Linked DNA regions of Sus scrofa: region 1 is linked to region 2. Evidence: chromatin contacts called from public promoter capture Hi-C data. All regions are on one chromosome and are shown on one strand. The core of a region is the stretch at or near the end of the contact, and the rest is flanking DNA. Distances in the headings are between cores, read along the strand shown. Region 1 holds the start of CHSY1 (chondroitin sulfate synthase 1). Region 2 overlaps CHSY1 (chondroitin sulfate synthase 1).

Region 1 (4,806 bases), core at 876-3,375, 48 kb before region 2:
TGAAATTTTGACACACAACAGAACATCTGTATCTTGCCAGCCTTTGTGCTCTGTGGAGATCATTATGAATTATGGGGCTGCTGCTGAATTTGGGGGATCTTGTGACTACTCGGTATTTGTGGCTTATGGTCTTACTGGAAACCCCTATGGATGGTTTTTGAGTCTGTAATTCATGGTTATGTGTTCTGTATTTTTCTCAAGACCACTGTTGGAATCCTGTATTGGCAGCATAATGAGTATTTTATTTTTAGATGTGGATCACCTCTTAGGGAGGGAGTCTGTGGGAAGGTGGGTAATGAACTATTTCTGACATAAATTACAAGTGCCAAAGAAAGTGGTAAAATCCAAAGAATAAACAAGAGTGACCACCATTCAATGGCAGAGATGGTATCTATACCTCCCACAAGGTGGCACTTTAAATTGTGTAATATTTCAATCATTTGGTCATCTTAGCAGTGAAGAAAGATCCAAGATTTACCCCAAACATGCTTATTTTCTGTCCCTAATTCCTAGGTTCATTTGATTAAATGAAGGGAGGTCGTCATGGCCAGGAAAATACTTTACTCTTTGGGAGTTTCATTTAAAAAGAAAGAAAGCCCAATACACTGGCAACTAAAGTAATAAGACTAATGTTTACACAAACACTTGTTGTATGGGTACTTTCTCAGCTTTTGTTACTTTAGCTGAGTTTTTTTTTTTTTTTTTGAGAAAATGCATCAAATTTAAAATCTATCACAGAGAATCCGGTTCTACAACCGATTCTAAACCTGTCTTTAGAAATCCACGGAGCTCTTATGGACGAACTATGTTAAAATATTGACAAAGATTCAGAGTAGGGATACTAGGTGACGAGGGATATTAGCTGACTACCTGTCTTCATAGAATGTGAATTAAAAGAGTATTAACATCACCTACTATTTTTTCAACATTCATTAAATGCTAGTACTGTTAGGAGCTTGGACACTAAGGATAGTCTTTTTTTTTTTTTTTTTTTAGCTTAGAAACCAGTGGCCTGGAACAAGGTGACTGAATTCACGTCTACTCTCCTAGCGTGCACGTCTCAAACGGCTCCTGAACTGTTGATTCTATACGTGCTCGCTCTGGCCCACTGGGCGGCGGGAACAAAGATGCAGTGTGAACCGGAGAAACGCGGGAAGGTAGCCGGTGGGGTCCGCCCGGCTGAAGGCAGGGTTTACCCGAGGACAGCCTATGCGGGAGGAGCAAGTGGTCGCGGAGAGTTTGGGGACCGAGAAGCCCCTTCTTAAACATCCCGCCTAAGATGCAGGTTACCGATGCATCTAGCAGAACCAAGACGCCTTCATGCCGCTGCTGTAGCCGCCGCCAGGAGTCCGAGCACCGGCCGGAGGGGGCGGGGTCTCCATACGGATAACGGGCTGCAAGGCGCCGCGGTCCGTGTCCCCGCCGGCGCCGAGCGCCTTAGAACTCGCGGGCGGGGCGGGACGAGGTGGGGCGCCCGCCGGGAGGGTTTTTTTTTTTTTTGTCAAACTTTGGCCACGGGAACCACCCCCCATTCACTTTTGCGCCAATCGGGCGGCGAGGACGGATCCCGAGAGGGGCCAGGCTCCGCCGCCGCCGGGGCCGCTTCAAAACGCGCCGTGCGTGACGTGAGGGCTCCTGTTGCAATGGCGAGCTAAGCCGGAGGATGTGCAGCGGCGGCAGCGGCGCCGGCCACGAAGAGGACGGAGGCGGGCGCAGCGCCAGCGGAGTCAAGCCAGCCAGGGGACGCAGGCAGGGCGAGACGGGGGCCCGGACTCGACTGCCACTGCCGTGGCCGTCGCACTGGCCCCGCGCCCCCGCGCGCGAGCGGGAGGAGCCGCCGCCGTCTCGCGCGGGAGACGCTGCCGGCGCACGCCGGGCATGGTCCCCTCTTAAAGACGCAGGCCTCGGCGGGCGGGGTGGGCGTGCGGAACAAAGCACCGGCGTGGGGCCTGCGTGCGGCTCGGGGGCCGCGATGGGCGCGGCGGGCCCGCGGCGGCCGCGGCGCTGCCCGGGCCGGGCCTCGCGGCGCTAGGGCGGGCTGGCCTCCGCGGGCGGGGGCGGCAGGCTGAGGACTCGCGGAGCCTGCAGAGGCGGCGGCGGCCCGGCGGGCTGAGCGGCGCGGGCATGGCCGCGCGCGGCCGGCGCGCCTGGCTCAGCGTGCTGCTCGGGCTCGTGCTGGGCTTCGTGCTGGCCTCGCGGCTAGTCCTGCCCCGCGCCTCTGAGCTGAAGCGAGCGGGCCCGCGGCGCCGAGCCAGTCCCGAGGGCTGCCGGCCCGGCCAAGCGGCCGCGGCTTCCCAGGCCGGTGGGGCGCGAGGCGATGAGCGGGGGGCGCAGCTCTGGCCGCACGGCCCGGCAGCGGATGGCGGCCAGCGCGACAGGAACTTTCTCTTCGTGGGAGTCATGACCGCCCAGAAATACCTGCAGACCCGCGCGGTGGCTGCCTACAGGTGAGCCCCTGCTCCCCGGGCACCGCCCCCTGCATCCAGCATCCCAGCAAACTGCCATGCGTGTCTGCCCTTGGCTTGTGCCTATGAGGGCTTCCCAAAGCCAAGGCTTCCTGAGCTCCTGTGGGATCGGGGTGCCCCTTGGGCGATGTTGGGCATTGGCAGCAGAGGTCGGAGACGGGATGGTGAGCGCAGCGCTCAAGAGCAAGGGCTTTTGGGGTCAGATATACCAGGGTGGCCCCTCTGGGTGTGGTCCTCGCCCTGACTTTCTGTGAGGCGCTAAAGCTTTCCTTGTCCAGATATTCACTCTCCTTTGTTCAATGAGCCTGACTGAACATTTCCCTCCTAAGGTTGTTGGGAAAACTTGGCACAGTATCTCTGATAGTGGTGGCAGTGGGGATTATTACTTGAGTCTCTGAAATCTCCATCTTTCGCCTTGCAGAACTAGAGCCAATCTAAATTAATCTGGTTAGAACCCTTCCACATGTAGATTTCACCGTTGGAATCGTTCCTGTAAATGAGGGGAGTGCCCTCTGCACACTCAACCCCACCGGGGTCTGTTGAGCAATTGGAAAGAGAATATTTGGGAAAAGCAGTTCCTGGTCCATGGTAAATTTGGTGTTAACTAGCCCAGTTTGGTGATGTGTGTGTTAGCCAGTATCTGGGCTCTAGTTGGCCATATGAGTCATAAAAGTGGTTGGAATCATGTTCAGGATTAACAAAGGGATTAGCCAAAGTAATCTTTAGAAGAGAGAAAGAGAGAGGATTTGGAATAGCAGATTTGTATTGGAATGAATTTGAGGGAGAAGAAGGATGTAGGTTCAGTAAACGGATTTAATGGAAACCTCATATGTGTGAAATATAGAAATGCTTCCTGTGGGATAAGATTTGGGATCCAGCCATAGAACAGACCAGTGCAGGAGATCCTCTGGGAATGGCCTCTTGCTCAGTCATTGCTGAGCAAGGCCAAGCTGGTTGCTGTCGGTTCTTAATTTATAACCAGTATCTCTATAACTTAAGCGTTTAAATCTAGTTCCTGTCTAAATTTTCAGGCGTCGGATGCTGTGGGTGGAAAAGCATATATGGATTTCCATTCCTCTTAAGGAAGTAAAGGATTGAAAAGGAAGATGAAAGACTGTCTGTCCTTTCAGTGCATTGGTTCCCCATTCTTGCCTGTGTGTTTCCATTAGGATTTTTTTTTTTTTCCTTTTTTTTGGCTGTACCTGCAGTATATAGAAGTTCTGGGGTCAGGGATTGGATTCTAGTTACAGCTGCAGAAACGCTGGGTCCTTTAACCCACTGTGCCAGGCTGGTGATCGAACTGAGCCTCCATGGTGACCCAGGCCACTGCAGTCAGATTCTTAATCCACTGCGCCACAGCAGGAACCTTCTTCCATTAGGATCTTAAGTGCAGAGCCTGTGTTCTGTCAGGAAGGGTCCTGAGTGCCTGAAAAGGTAGCATAATTTTGACCAAGATCAAGATTTGAGACCCCGAAGATCAAAGTTTCCTCCCCGATGTATTGAGAATTTACTTGGAATTTTATACGAATTGTGCTTTTTGAAAGAAGAGCTTCTACATCAGAAATTGAGAATGAACTATATAAATTGTTTACAGCATGACTTTGAAAGTAAATCTCCATGATTGTAATTTGGTGACAAGTCCTTTGAAATTACAACTTTGGGACAGTTACCAAAGTAGTTTGTTCAAATAGTAGATGGCATGATTCCCTGCCCCCCAAACAATACATTTTCATAGATACAAAATCAATATATACAAACCATCAGGGGTCCTGGTACACTAGCAGTGCTCAGAAGATATGCTGCAAACTGGACCTAAAACTCGGAGATGATTTTTTCCCAAAACCCATGCTTGAGGCCCTAATCTTGCTTGAGGCCTTTATCTTGCTATTTCTACAATGGGCTTACGGCTGTACTCCTGGTCTTCTTTCCAAATCTACATCCTTTTTGGATGTAGGATTTTATCTCATTGTTTAATTTCTTTAAGGCAGTTAAGGAAGAGTAGAAACACAATTGGCCCTCTGGCCCTTCTTTGTGACAACTCTGCCTTTTTGATAAAACCTTTGCTAGGAAATGCTGTGTCCTACTTAGTAATTCTGTAGACTTTCCTGAGTACCTTTCTTTCTATCCCTCTGATCTTAATCAGTCACATTCGTTGGTGCCTGGGGGTGGACCTGCCCTGCTGGTTAAGGTCCTGTGCTTCTCAGCCTGTCAACCCTGTGTTTAGACCGGCTGCAAGAGTGGCACAGGACGATTTTAGCCTTAAGGAACTCTAGAGGAAGGCCAGAATTGGCATAGAGTTTATAGGAGGTAACTTATCATTATGGCTTTGCTCTGCTTTGCA
Region 2 (4,866 bases), core at 727-3,226:
TCAGAGTACCAGATGGTTCTGGCATGTGCTCCGAGTGGAGAATTCCTGCTCTGTGGGAGAATTCAGGATTCATCCTCCGTCTCCTGTCAAACCCTCCCCACCTCCCACACCTGTGGCCGCACTTCGGGAGACCCTCTGCAGGAGAGCTGGGACACAGGCAGTGGGGTGTCATGTGACCATTCCCAGGTGCTGGGGCCCACAGATGAGGGCTCTGGAAAGGACCACGTCCCAGGTGAATAGGAGCTACCCAGGAGGCCCGCCAAGCCAGGAGATCCTCCTGTGTGGAGAGGGGGAGGCTGCTTACCAGAAATTGGTGGGTGGAGGTGGCCAGAATGCAAAGAGACCTGAGGGGGTTAGAACTGACCAGGACCCTTGCTGTCAGGCTGCAGAAGAGGGGGCCTGTTGGAAAGACTGGGGCTGCCTTGTCCAGTTGGGTCACTGGTTTGGGGGTGGAGGCAAGGGCGGGCAGGCATCCTTGTCAGACAGTGCCTGTTTTTATTGTCCTGGATAGCAGTCTTTGAATGATCCCCCGCATCTTGTTTGTATTTTTCATTTGCCCTGAATTGTAACTCTGGAAAGGACTTTTTATTTCAGCTTCCTTACTTCCCTGTTAAACTGAGACTTTTTTAAGGACACATAGCCTGTGAGAAGCAGCAGGCCTCAGCGTCTCTCCCCTTTGCAGCATATTTACCAGTCAAGTTGGATGTTAGAACACAGCAAACCCTAATAATTTTCAATGGCTGGTAATTTTGGGAGGGGCTCAGAATTTATTTTTTACCTTGAAACTCAGGACAATGAAAATTTTTAAAACTTCTGCAAGTAAATTGGCTGATGAAATGACTACCGATGGCAATGACATTTTGTCTTACTCGGTCTAGATTGTCACCTGAACAATGATGAGTGTTTGAAATTAAGTTTTTACTTCATGCTGTAGTGTAGTGGGTAACTATGCAGCTATGCCTGGCGTATATATTCAAACGATATTCAGTATATGAAATCAATTGTGTGAATGAAGTCACTTTTTGTTTCATCTTATTCAGAATGATTCTTTCAAGAGCTTTTGTGACTCATTCATACCCAGTTGCTGATGTAGCTCTCATGTTGGTTAGAAACAGAGATAAAATGAACATAACCCTGCTGTTCCTGGTCTTTGAGGGTTCTATTTTGGGGAGTACTGTGTCCGTTTTTAGTCTCTTGAAACTGCCTTTTATGCACAAAACCAGTGTAGAATAAATGGATACCACAAAGTATAAGGCATGCAGAATTTGATGTGCTGTGTTTTCTGCTTCTGGTGGTTATTACTTTCAGGTTTTTAACTCAGCTTGAATCAAATGTGGATTTTTTTTCTTTCTTTCTTTTTTTTTTTTTTTTTTTTTGGCTGCATCTACGGCCTGTGGAAGTTCCCAGGCTAGGGATTGAACCTGCACCACAGCAGCAACCTGAGCTGCTGCAGTGACAACACTGGAACCATAACTCACCACACCACAAGAGAATTTTAAGTGGCTTATCTGAAATTTTAATTTTGAAATTACTTTTTCTGAAGGTGCTGTGTTAGCGTTGAGAAGGTAGGAAGCTACCAGCATGGGACTTGCCAGATGTAACAGGTGGTGGTGTGGGGCTCACCCTGGCACTGCAGAATTGGGGGTCAGGAACAGAGAACAAGAAGACATGGGCTGTGGACGAGTTGAGCCATGGTGGGGGTGGGACGGAAACCACAGTGGGGAGTGTTTTCTTGGGCAAAGTCTGTGCATGTCTGGCTGGGTCCAGTGAGCGGAGACTCTGTGATGGTTAGTATATGGCTTTAGATCAGGGGTGAGTGGGCTTCTTCTGTCAAGGACCAGACAGTAAATATTTTAGGCTTTGTGGGCTCTTTCATAAGGGCTCTGTCCCAACCAAAGCAGCCAGAGACAGCAGCTCCACAAATGAGCATGGCAGTATTCCAGCAGAACTTTCACAGGCAGAAAGCCAATTTCGGATTTCAGCCCGTGGGCCATGGTTTGCTGACCTCTGCTCTAGTTACAGACACGAGTGTTTTAGATCTTGGCTCTACTGTTACTGTTTCCTTGTCAATTTAGCCAGTTTCTTGAAGCTCTTTTTGTATCTTTTATTAAATGGGAATAATCCCCAGAGCCGGCATGAGATTACATGAAATATGTAAAAAGCTGTTCAGAAAATAGTTGCAGTTGTAATTTTTGTGAGGTGTCATCCTGCAGAGTGCGTGTTAATTACAGTTACCTCATTGCCTCACATGTTTAATATAGGAGGCAGATTTAGGACTTACATAATTTACAAGAGGGCTAAACACTGTAACAGTTGTTCCTCTGAGGAACACAGTGGGGATAGACAGTAGTTAATTTCTCTCTTGAGTGACAGTCTAGAACAGGTGTATATTCCAGGATGGTAGATGGTGGCGGAGACATTGCTTTTCTTTCTCTGCTTTGCCTATTGCCTCATCCAGAGCCACATGGTCATGGTGCTCCAGCTGTAGCCATAGGAGGGGACCAGAGCCTGGAGAGACAGATCTAGGCCTTGAGGAGACACCACCTGGCATGGCAGCATATTGCTTCCACTCCCAACCCTGGGGAGAACTTCGGTGTGTGGTCACACCTGACTGGATGGGGAGGGCAGGCAGCCAAAGCCAGGCCCAGTCTCCCCTGAGAGGGAGGACAGATCCTGGCCATCAAGTCTGTGCCACATGACCCAAAGAAATCTTTACCTCCTGTAGTGAATCCAGAGCAGTCTTTTCTCTTTGGGCAGTTGGGTTTTGTTTCTCAGGTTGCAAGTGTAAGGCTTCTGGATATCACTTTCAGAAATCATGAAATCATGGCCGTGTCCCAGGGTCAGATATTGAAGACGTACAGTTGTGCAATGCCATTTTTCAGGTTAAAAAGCTCCTAATATGACATCCAAATAGGAAAGAAGTTTCTGCCAAGCATTTCCACTGGCAAGAGTCATTGCTTAGAGAGTTCCTGTTGTGGCGCAGTGGAAACAAATCTGACTAGTATCCAGGAGGATGCAGGTTCGATCCCTGGACTTACTCAGTTAGTCAGGGATGCTGTATTGCGGTGAGCTGTGGTATAGGTTGCAGACATGGCTCAGATCCCACATTGCTGTGGCTGTGGTATAGGCCAGCAGCTGTAGCTCTGATTCGACCTCTAGTCTGGGGAACTTCTGCAGGTGCAGCCCTTAAAAAAAAAAAAAAAAAGAATCACTGCCTGTTAGGAACTGGTTGTCAGTATATTATAGTTGCATCAGAGAACCAAACTTGGGTCCACTCACTCATACCCAGGAAAGCCAATCTACTGACATCTGGCTGTGGTGAAAGAAAGTGCAGCGTTTATTCACAGGGCACCAAGCAAGGAGAGCAGACAGTTCGACTCTAAAGACCCAAACTTTTCAATGGCTTGTGGGGAAGAGCTTTTAAAGGCAGTGTTTAGGATGTGGTTCTGCAGGGGGCATGAACTTCTTCTATGGGTTGGTAGTGAGTTTACATGGGGAGGGGTCTCTGGAGTCTTAATCTTGAACCTTCTGATTCCAGCTAGTCCGGGGGCTACATGCTTGTGGTCAGGAGTAGTCAGCATCCTCCACCTGGGTGGAGGCCTTAGTTTCTGCAGAACAACTCGGGAGATTTGCGTTGGATTGTTAGGTATGTCGCTAAAGAGAAACTAGGTCTCTGTGTTATTGCTGTTGTTCAAGCTATCTTTGCTTTTCTTGTGGGATTGCTTTTCCTTTGTTTCTGCAGTCTCTCACTCTCCTAATTAGTGACTTTTGAATCTGCTCTTTGGAACTCAGGGAAGGCCTCCGAGACCTTTTCTCTACGAGACCTTTTCTCTACGAACAGGGCCAGGGAGAGACAGAGGGGTTTTTGTACTAGGGAGAGCCCCACAGGGTCCTGCTTGGTTTCAGTCCTCACTTTCTGTGATTCTTCTTAGTCCTAAAGGGAACAGGGACAGGACAAGAAAGGAACGCAGTTTTGGTTAGAAAGGTTAATGCTAAAATTGGGAACTCAGTTCTAGGGGGGTCAGTTTTGTTTGTAGTTTTGGTTTTATGTTTGATGTATGATGCTCTGATAATTTAACTTTATATAAATGCCATAACTTAGGATGTCCTTAGATACCTCACCTGAATTTTTTTGCTCGTGGAAAGTCATTCTGGCTATATTAGTAGGATAGAATATAAGGACTTTGGAATGGTCTCAAAATATAGTATGAAACTAGCAAATCAGTCCAGATGGGAAAGTATCTCGTGGAGTGTCTCCTTTTAAATTTGTGTTTTGTGGCTTTTTTACCCCTGCCCTAGCGCTGAGCCTGGAAATGAATTTGTGATTAAACTTGCATTTGGGGAGCTTGAAAATGCTTTTTTTTTTTTAAATTTAATATAATTTATCTTTAAAATTTTATTGGGAGTTTAGTTGACTTACAGTGTTGTATTAGTTTCAGGTGTATACCAAAGTGAATCAGTCATTCATATAAATATATTCATATTTTCCCTTATAAGTAATTGCAGAATATTAAGTAGAGTTCCCTATGCTATACAGTAGGTCCTTGTTAATTATCTATTTTATATATAGTAGTGTATATATGTTAATCCCATCCTCCTAATTGATCCCTTCACCTACAGTTTCTCCTATGGTAACTGTAAGTTTGATTTTGAAATCTATGAGTTTCTGTTTTATAAGTTAGTTCTTTTGTATCTTTTTTTATTAGATTCCACATATAAGTGATAGCATACATAATATTTTTCTTTCTCTCTCTGACTTTTAAGTATGATAATCTCTAGGTCCATCCATGTTGCTACAAATGGCATTATTTCATTCTTTTTAATGGCTGAGTCGTATTCCATTGTATACATGTACCACATCTTTAT

What was found. Promoter capture Hi-C pulls out the DNA fragments that hold promoters and counts their contacts.
Region 1: a promoter capture Hi-C map of liver shows a contact between it and region 2, with 7 times the contacts expected there. The contact joins the promoter of CHSY1 here to the enhancer-like site in region 2. A contact is called at or near these places in 1 of 5 promoter capture datasets (liver), 7 of 47 Hi-C or Micro-C datasets (embryonic fibroblasts, fibroblasts, liver and 1 more) and 2 of 2 datasets of contacts at active chromatin or transcription factors (alveolar macrophages and skeletal muscle).

What each region holds. Positions count from the first base shown.
Region 1 is chr1:139,801,777-139,806,582 of Sscrofa11.1, reverse strand. CHSY1 (chondroitin sulfate synthase 1) reads left to right here and starts at 2,125. Exons shown (of 3, transcript NM_001244442.2): 1 at 2,125-2,447. The coding sequence starts at 2,125.
Region 2 is chr1:139,753,526-139,758,391 of Sscrofa11.1, reverse strand. The region is part of intron 2 of CHSY1 (chondroitin sulfate synthase 1); the gene reads left to right. Among named protein-coding and RNA genes, the nearest start is that of CHSY1, 48 kb to the left of the region's middle. Within about 2 kb of position 1,976, at least 15 of the 83 cell types and tissues checked have an H3K27ac peak or open chromatin away from gene starts, as enhancers often do. A contact at or near this core is called in liver and skeletal muscle, where this site is marked.